2 separate regions of the Danio rerio genome follow, and region 1 is linked to region 2. Evidence: chromatin contacts called from public Hi-C data. All regions are on one chromosome and are shown on one strand. The core of a region is the stretch at or near the end of the contact, and the rest is flanking DNA. Distances in the headings are between cores, read along the strand shown. Region 1 has its middle 37 kb from the start of avpr2b.1. Region 2 holds the start of lrrn1 (leucine rich repeat neuronal 1).

Evidence for each region. Hi-C and Micro-C count contacts between places; a contact is called where the count stands out from the background.
Region 1: a contact with region 2 is called in a Hi-C map of skeletal muscle, with 3 times the contacts expected there. The contact joins the enhancer-like site here to the promoter of lrrn1 in region 2. A contact is called at or near these places in 5 of 18 Hi-C or Micro-C datasets (caudal fin, embryo, skeletal muscle and 1 more) and 1 of 4 datasets of contacts at active chromatin or transcription factors (caudal fin).

Annotation. Positions count from the first base shown.
Region 1 is chr6:45,728,330-45,732,452 of GRCz12tu, reverse strand. It overlaps a transcript of glyctk not described here and a transcript of lrrn1 not described here. Among named protein-coding and RNA genes, the nearest start is that of avpr2b.1, 37 kb to the left of the region's middle. Within about 2 kb of position 1,847, at least 10 of the 62 cell types and tissues checked have an H3K27ac peak or open chromatin away from gene starts, as enhancers often do.
Region 2 is chr6:45,635,629-45,639,569 of GRCz12tu, reverse strand. lrrn1 (leucine rich repeat neuronal 1) reads left to right here and starts at 1,529. Exons shown (of 2, transcript NM_001130694.1): 1 at 1,529-1,831. It also overlaps a transcript of glyctk not described here.

The DNA.
Region 1 (4,123 bases), core at 598-3,097, 93 kb before region 2:
ATTTTATTTAACAAAAAACAAAACCAAAACACAAAACTAACAAAAACACTGATTGGCTAATAATTATATTATTATTTTAATATGGTTAGATTACTAATAATACTAATTCTTTACTGAAATGTGTAAATAAATTCACCATACACTTTAAAGTAAAAAAAAAAAAAATACTCATTAAGATGAAAAGCTTTCCACTATAAGGCCACAGATTGTTTCTCTGTAAGGAACAGTTTGTTTAAATTCATTTACTGCTCCATTCAACCAAATGGAGAGAAACATCCTTTTTTGTAAGTGCCAATTTGCAGGGCACTGATTCAGGGGGCAAGAGAACAAACTACTGTGCCTCTTCTGTGGAAAAGGAAATGGGTTTCAGCTTGGCAGCCAGTCTTGAGCTTAAGACACTGATTCCTCTGTTTGCTTTCAGTTCATCTTATTCAATTAGAGGACTTTCTGCTTCAGTTAAGTCACTTATATATTTTCTTTTTTTTCTTTCAAGCACATTAACATAGTACAAATGTTGCTTTTTTAAAGTTTTGTTTATTTAAAATTTGGCTAGTTAGTAAATAGCCATACTGTGTGTTGTAATCAGAAATTAAATCTCACATTACTCTTAGTTGTTTTGGTCTAATGGCACAGAAGTCGGTTTAACATGCGCTTCCTCACAGATCATAAGTTGCTTTTGGCAACACTCAGTAATGCCTGATTGGCCAAGATTCTGCTTCGCGATACATCTGGTCCAATGAAAGAGCAGCACTCAGAGACAGCAGGTGCAGTCTGCACCTGTGCAGCATCAAAATTGCATTATCCAGCAAGGAAAAAAGCCAGTCAAGCTCTTGTCAGTCCAACAGAAGGGTAAAAATAACAAGAAGAGTGCTGCTTCAAACATTTCACCAACAATGAATGTTTTTTTGTACACCACAGCACTTTAGTGACAATATGAAACCAGTGGATTTGTGTCAAACAGGAAGCTACTAATTTTTTGCTATTAAATCTCAGCAGCCCAGACTCTCGTGAAAGCTTCATTAAAATCCAAAGGACTGCGCCCCCATGAAGATGCTTGCTGCAAACCTTTGATGTCTCCTGGCTTTTACAGCAAGATGTCTACCACTCAGAGTATTTTTAGCAGTTTAATTCTACCAGATGTCTTCTCTGCCTACCTTTGAAGCTGATGGGAATTAAAGTGAAAGCACAGACAAGTGATATAGTCTTTTTTTCCTCTTCCCCTAAAATGAAGCTCTTAGTACAGCTGCAAAGCCACAATTTTTTGTTTTCCAAAGCTCTTGTATACTATTGTTTTGATCAGATAATCAAGATAAAAGAAGCGGAATGACCATAACAGGGAGAAAGAGAGTGAGAGAGAGAGCGAGGCTGGCAGATGGAGGGAGACAGACAGTGAGTGAGTGAATGAGTAGAAGAAAGCAAACAGTCTCAGATGGGGAGGTTTGTCACAGATAAGCATGAAGCTCTATGTAGCCTCTCCCAAAGCCACATAGCAGAGCGGAAGAGAGGCCAGATAACAGCAGTGTCACTGCAGCATGCTGTGGCCGTGGAATACTGATGAGGAAAACCTGGGAGAGACAGTGCTGTCTGTGTCTGGGCATTTTCATATGCCTATATGTGCATTTACAATTGCATCTGTGTAAGGGCTGATTAACACAATGAAAATATGCTAATGTTTCTAGCCATGCAAGCTTAATTAAGTGTGTCTTTGCATTCCATGTTCCTCAATACAATAATGCATTCTCGACCTTTCTAGTTGAGATATTACCATAAAATGTGATCTGTTACTACAAAACTCGTTGGACGAGTAGTAATAGTACAGTACATTATGTACAGCACTCTCCACCTCTCAAGGCACGGATGATAAGAACATCCTTGATGTCACTAGCATACCTCACAATGATCAAATGAGATTGAGGGTACATCCATGAGGTTTTATTTAGCTTTTTCCTGAAAGATAATATTGGGTATTGTGAGGTTATGCTCCAAGCAAATAGTTGGTCTCCTCATGCCATTTACATTCAGCAACCAAAGCAAATTATAAACTTTACTGCCGAGGCAGCACTGCTATTTACTGTCCTGAGGATCTCTGACACTGGCCCTAGACCACTAGCCTAGTCATATCATTGGGCCCTGTACAGTGTCTTGATCTTTTCTACGGAGTGTTACAATTTTGTACAGTACAGTATGGCATTTATTTCCATGTTCACTGTCAAATATAATCAAAATAATGAGCCATATCATAAGCTCACAAGGGTAACAAGAACAACAGTACAGTACCTTAAGGGTAGAGCTTGCTGAATGCTATTGGTTGACAGAAGTGTCACCATCTTTTGCGACAGGACAAGAGAAAGACTACACAGGAAGCACTATTTTTAAATACAGTCAAAATGCAACACCGTAGTAATACATTAATGAAGAACTTTGTGTAACCCTGCCGATCCTACACCACCCAACCCGCTCCAAGCTGGGATCGAACCGGAGATCTTCCGCATGGGAGTCGGTTGCTCTAAAAAGGAGGCTAAAGACCATGGCCTCTGACATCTGTCGCTATAGAGCACCTTCAGAGGTCAGAGGAGTGAGGTTTACCTGCACAGCACTTACTAGCTGTCCTCTGCTACACTCACCCCCTAAACCTCACTCCTATCCGGGTCACGACACCAATGTAACCCCACCGGTCCTACACCACCCAACCCGCTCCGAGCTGGGATCGAACCAGCAACCTTCCGCATGGGAGTCGGCTGCTCTAACAAGGAGGCTAAAGACCATGGCCTGTAGCATCTGTCGCTGGATCTGTCGCCAGCACTTACTAGCTGGCCTCTGTTACATAGGCTCAAACAAAGCTTGCCATTTTCTTGTGACAGAATCTGCTGTATGTCCTCTATTGTTGTTTAAGAGGCTGTTCATTTACATCTTGCAACTAAATGTATGGAAAGCGAGAGAGAGACGCTTCTTCCTCTGTCTATATGCTACATCTCTACATTTGATTGAAATAATGAGTTTGCAAAAGACATTATATACTGTACGAATGGCCTGTTTAACTTTCTTATTATTTGAGAGAGAATGACTTGGGTCAAAACCTTTTGTAAATAATGTTGACAGTGCAAATGCAAGCCTGATGATGGTGACCTGTACAGAACTATACTGCACAGTGGAAATGATCATTATCTTCAAACTGGAGAAAGACTGAACCCAAAATGTGTAATGAAATCAGTCAGGGTAAGGTCATAGTTTGAGGTGTTTCCTGCAGCAGTTGGCCTACATGGCAGAGTGAATGCAAATGCTTTGTAGCTAAAAGAAAAATAATAAACAAAGCAGTCAGAAGGAATCATGTTCTCTGGATGTTGTTGTTGGACAGTTGTTTAAACCAGTTTACAAAGCATATACGGAATACGGAAAGTTTCTGTATTATATGTAAAAAAAAAAAATTCCATACAGTTTTCCGTATTTTGTGATTTCATCTGTTTATTTATGCTTTTGAATGGACCTTGACATTTCTTCCAAAACCTTTAACCGTAAAAAATTTGAAAAAGTGACTTTTATTAAAATTTTTATTACTTTAAAGTGATATATATTGCCTGGGTTTGTGTTGTATACAGGATAAAAATCTAATAATAAACTGTTATTTTACAGATTTATTTCTCTAGATACTATTTTTTATACATGACATTATTTCAAACTACTAAAATGTCAATAAAAGTTACTTTAGTTGATTTTTTAACATCAAGCATCAACAGATCAGAGATAACAATTCACTATAATCTTCTATGTTAGGCTGCTCTGACACAATCTACATTGTAAAAGCGCTATACAAATAAAGATGAATTGAATGGAATTTAATTAAGGTCCCACATTGCAATTCACAACTGTAAATAAACAGAAAACACTTGTGAATCACAAAATACAGAAACTGTAATTAACAGATATTTTCTGCTTAGGATGCATTAACGAAGATTTAATCCACAGATCCAAAACAATAGAACACTTACGATTTCTTTCTCAGCTGTTTATATTTGCTAAAGACTCAACTGCTCTGATGGTAAGGTTGGGTGATTTGGCCTAACATCAAAATCTCGATTAATTGAACAATTTAACTCGATTACAATAAATGAGCGGTTATTTTATT
Region 2 (3,941 bases), core at 280-2,779:
TTAGTTTTTAGGTTTTAAGTTTAGCTAAATGGAAAAGACACACAATCCCCTTGACAACCATCTGAAAGTAAATTAATGTTATTTTTGATGTTTTAGGGATCATTCATTCATTCATTTAATTTCCTTCGGCTTAGTCCTTTTATTCATCAGAGGTCGCCACAGTGGAATGAACCGGCAACTTATCCAGCATATACTTTACACAGCGAATGCCCTTCCAGCTGCAACACAGTACTGGGAAACATCCACACACACTCACATTCACACACATACACTACAGCCAATTTAGTTTATTCAATTCACCTGTAGCTCATGTCTTTGGACTGTTTGGGAAGCCCACACGAACACAGGGAGATTCATGCAAACTCCACACAGAAATGCTAACTGACCCAGCGAGGGCTCGAACCAATGACCTTCTTGCTGTGAGGCAACAGTGCTCACCACTGAGCCACCGTGTTGCCATTTTAGGGATTACTCACACTCAAAAATGCCATTTGATCAAACTATTTATTCAAAATGAACTGAAACAACACAATTCCTGAGACTTTTTTGGTGACAATGTAATTATTTTATGTTTAATTATGTTTAATTTGTAAAAAATAATAAGATAAGTTGATTCCTTGATGTTGTCCCAACACAAATCGATTGTGTGGAACCATAGATTTTTTTTTTTTACTGTGTACAATAATGTTTAGGAATCAGATAAGTTTTAATTTTACAACTTTTAAAAAATAATTTAGAAACTACCACAAAACTTGAGGCATTCAAACTTGCTGCATGATTTTTCTTATTAATATTGTTTGTTTTTTTTTTTTTTTTTTTGTGAGCAAGCTAATTAACTGGCAAATAAATGAACTTTAAAATGTTTTCACCCACCATGAGATTTATTCTTTTAATAATTTATTTACTCGTTTGTTTGTTTATTTGGACATGCTAAGTAGAGCAAGAAGTTTATTAATGAACTACATTTTACATTTTTAACATCAACAATGTACACATTTAACTTATTTAGCCTATACACTCAAAAAATTGCTAATTGTTCAAACTACTTATTTTAAAAAATTTCAAAATAAAATTTTTATTAAAAACTGGCACCTCGAGCCTGGACAATGCACAGAGATCGATGGAATAGGAAGAAAAACTTTCCTCAAAGTGAAGCCCCGAACAAAGGCACATTGTCTCTTTGTAAATCTTTGGTGAGTGGGACACCATGCAGAGTCCTCCATCACTATACGTCAAGCATAAGGAGGAGGAGGGAGCCTGTGGAAGACGCCTCATAAGGGAGCATCACCTCCTCAACATTGAGCCTCCACGCCCCGCGTTTATCCCCGCCGCGCTCCCCCTGCGCCCGCCTTTGTTCGCATCACAACAATCCCCGAACAGATGGTGCTCTGCTTGGGAATCGAGTGACAGCCACCGGCCGGCAACCAATCGCCTGATCGGGAATCAGCTGACTCGCCCGGACAGCGCCAGGTGCTGTCATCATATTTTGCTTGGCGACGCAGCGCGGGCTCCACAGAGACTCGGTGGACTGGAGCCAGTCAGCGGATTCCCGTTGCAAGGAAGGATCCACGCACACTCGACCATGCGCTCAGCGGACGGTGAAAATTCGCGGCGTGGATGTAACGAGACGATGCCGCTGTGAAGCAGTTCGTCGCGCGGAACTTACAAACGACGTGATGGTGTTGATTATCTATGGATTTTCATTCATCGCTCGATCTTCTGTTCACAAGGACATAGATGCTGTATGTAGATACAGTAAGTGCATGAAGCAGTCTGCGCGCAGGGAGGACTTCAGTATCATTCGGAACGTGTAGATCGGAAAGCCGAAGAGGTATGTATATTTTCAGATTTTTAAAAAGCATCTTTCATTTATGTACGAGCATCTGTGCATGGCAAATCAGAACCATGGACAAATAAATAGGTTCCATCGTGCGCAGTGCAGTGATAAAAATATAAGCCACTTGCAAAAGGGTTCTTATTAAGAATAAGCTGTAATCTTAAAGGAATAAAGCGTACAACGTGTTTCCCTGAAGTTCCTTGAAAAAGAAGGTAACTGTGTTGCCATGCTTTTGAGGGTTTTCTTATATGGATTAGGTATATGGCAAGCCGTTTGAACATTTATTTCAGTAAACTACAGTTTCTTTTCATATTAATGGTACATATTAATCATTAAGTGACCCATTTATCAATATTATTATAACAATTATTATTAAACATTTAGTAAGCAATGCAGTTATGATTTTAAATATAGCTATTACATACTAAACTCTTAAATATAATGAAAATAATCTTTTTTTAACTCAATAAAAATCATTTTTTCTTTCCCAGTGGAAATTTTCTAAGGATGTTAAAGGTTATTAAGGCCAGTAAAGAAGCTATATACAAAATTAAAGTGATAAATTACTATTACACAAAATAATCCTATGGTGGAAAAGGGTTAAACAAGTACTGTTCACTGAAAGGCACCAAATATAATTCTTATATAAAATTGCTATGAAAATCCTATATTGAAACGGTATGTTATCATTTTTAGCACTTCTTCATTGAATGCTAGAAACATTTCAGATAGTTAAAAGAAAATGTTTAGTGTATTTGACCACAAAATTGTGTAAATTTAGAATGCAGTGATAGTTTCTAATTACTATTTGGGATAGCTAATATAAATGCAATTTGAGTCCATACTAGTGAATGCTGCTACTACTAATGGCATAAATAACTGCTAGTTTTAAGGAACAAGAGGCCTGCCATACGTTGTGATTTACTGCATTTAATAGCAAGGACACACCGGCTGTTGCGCTTGAGATGTTGAAGGGCAAAATTTGTGTATATGTTTGTTTATTTTTATTATTATTGTAATTCATGATTTGTTTATAAAGAGTCCAAACAGTCCATGCAGGATTACCTCAGAACAATAGCCTGGTAAAAGAAAATACCACAATGGATGTGTGTATGAGGAGTGATCAGAATGTGAAGGGAATCTACTTTTTTTAAAGATTCATATCAGAACCAAATTAATTTATCGTTAAAGTAGAATTGAACGTGAGAAGCATGGTTGCATCCTATTTGCAGCATCACAGTATACTAAATTTACTTCATTATTCGTTTGCATTCTCCACAGTGTTACAGAGTCTATTTAGCTCCATGAGAGTGATTTTACACTGTAATTGTTGCAGAAATCGATCTCAAACTTTGATCTGATCGCGTTATCGCTGGCTTACCGCAGGGTCTGGTTGGCGATGCAGAAATGTGATTTGCATCTCAATGTCCAGGCACTCTAGCAGATGTTTGGTTGCTTACTCATTCGAAATAAGACGCCACAACTTCCCCAGGAAAGACAATAAACACGGGAAGACGTCTTTTAGTCAGGGAAGGATGTATAATGAGTCTTGAGGAGGGGGTCTGTATTGTCCCTGGGGACGCCACCCCTCGTTGCAGCTGTTGCGTCTGGTGCAGAAGTTGTTTTCTGACATTTGAAGAGAAGCGTCCTCTTGAGCACCTACAATGTAAGGAAAATGTCGGGCATATGATGAGACTAATACAATAGTGCAGACTGCAGGTGGTTATGATCTAGGGTGAAAGGTAACTTTTTTGTGTGTGTGAAAAGAAAATATATAGGCCTCTTGGTTTATATTTTTTTTTAAATAGAACAACAACGTTTGCTTATAATATATAATGTGGAATGTTTTACAAATTAAATAAGAGCATGCAAAAGATTTAATTAGGTGGCATGCATGTCAAATGCTGTATTACTCTTTGAGTAAATTGAGTTTAATGCAGTGATTCTTGTACAATCCGAGACCCACTTCATATCGTATATCAATCAGGCAGTGTATTCTTGATCTTTAACAAATACAGACCTTAAATGTGCAGATTTTGCAACTCCATACAGTTCACTGGAAGCACTTGACCCAGTTTACTGCAAAATTATAAAGTGTTTCTGC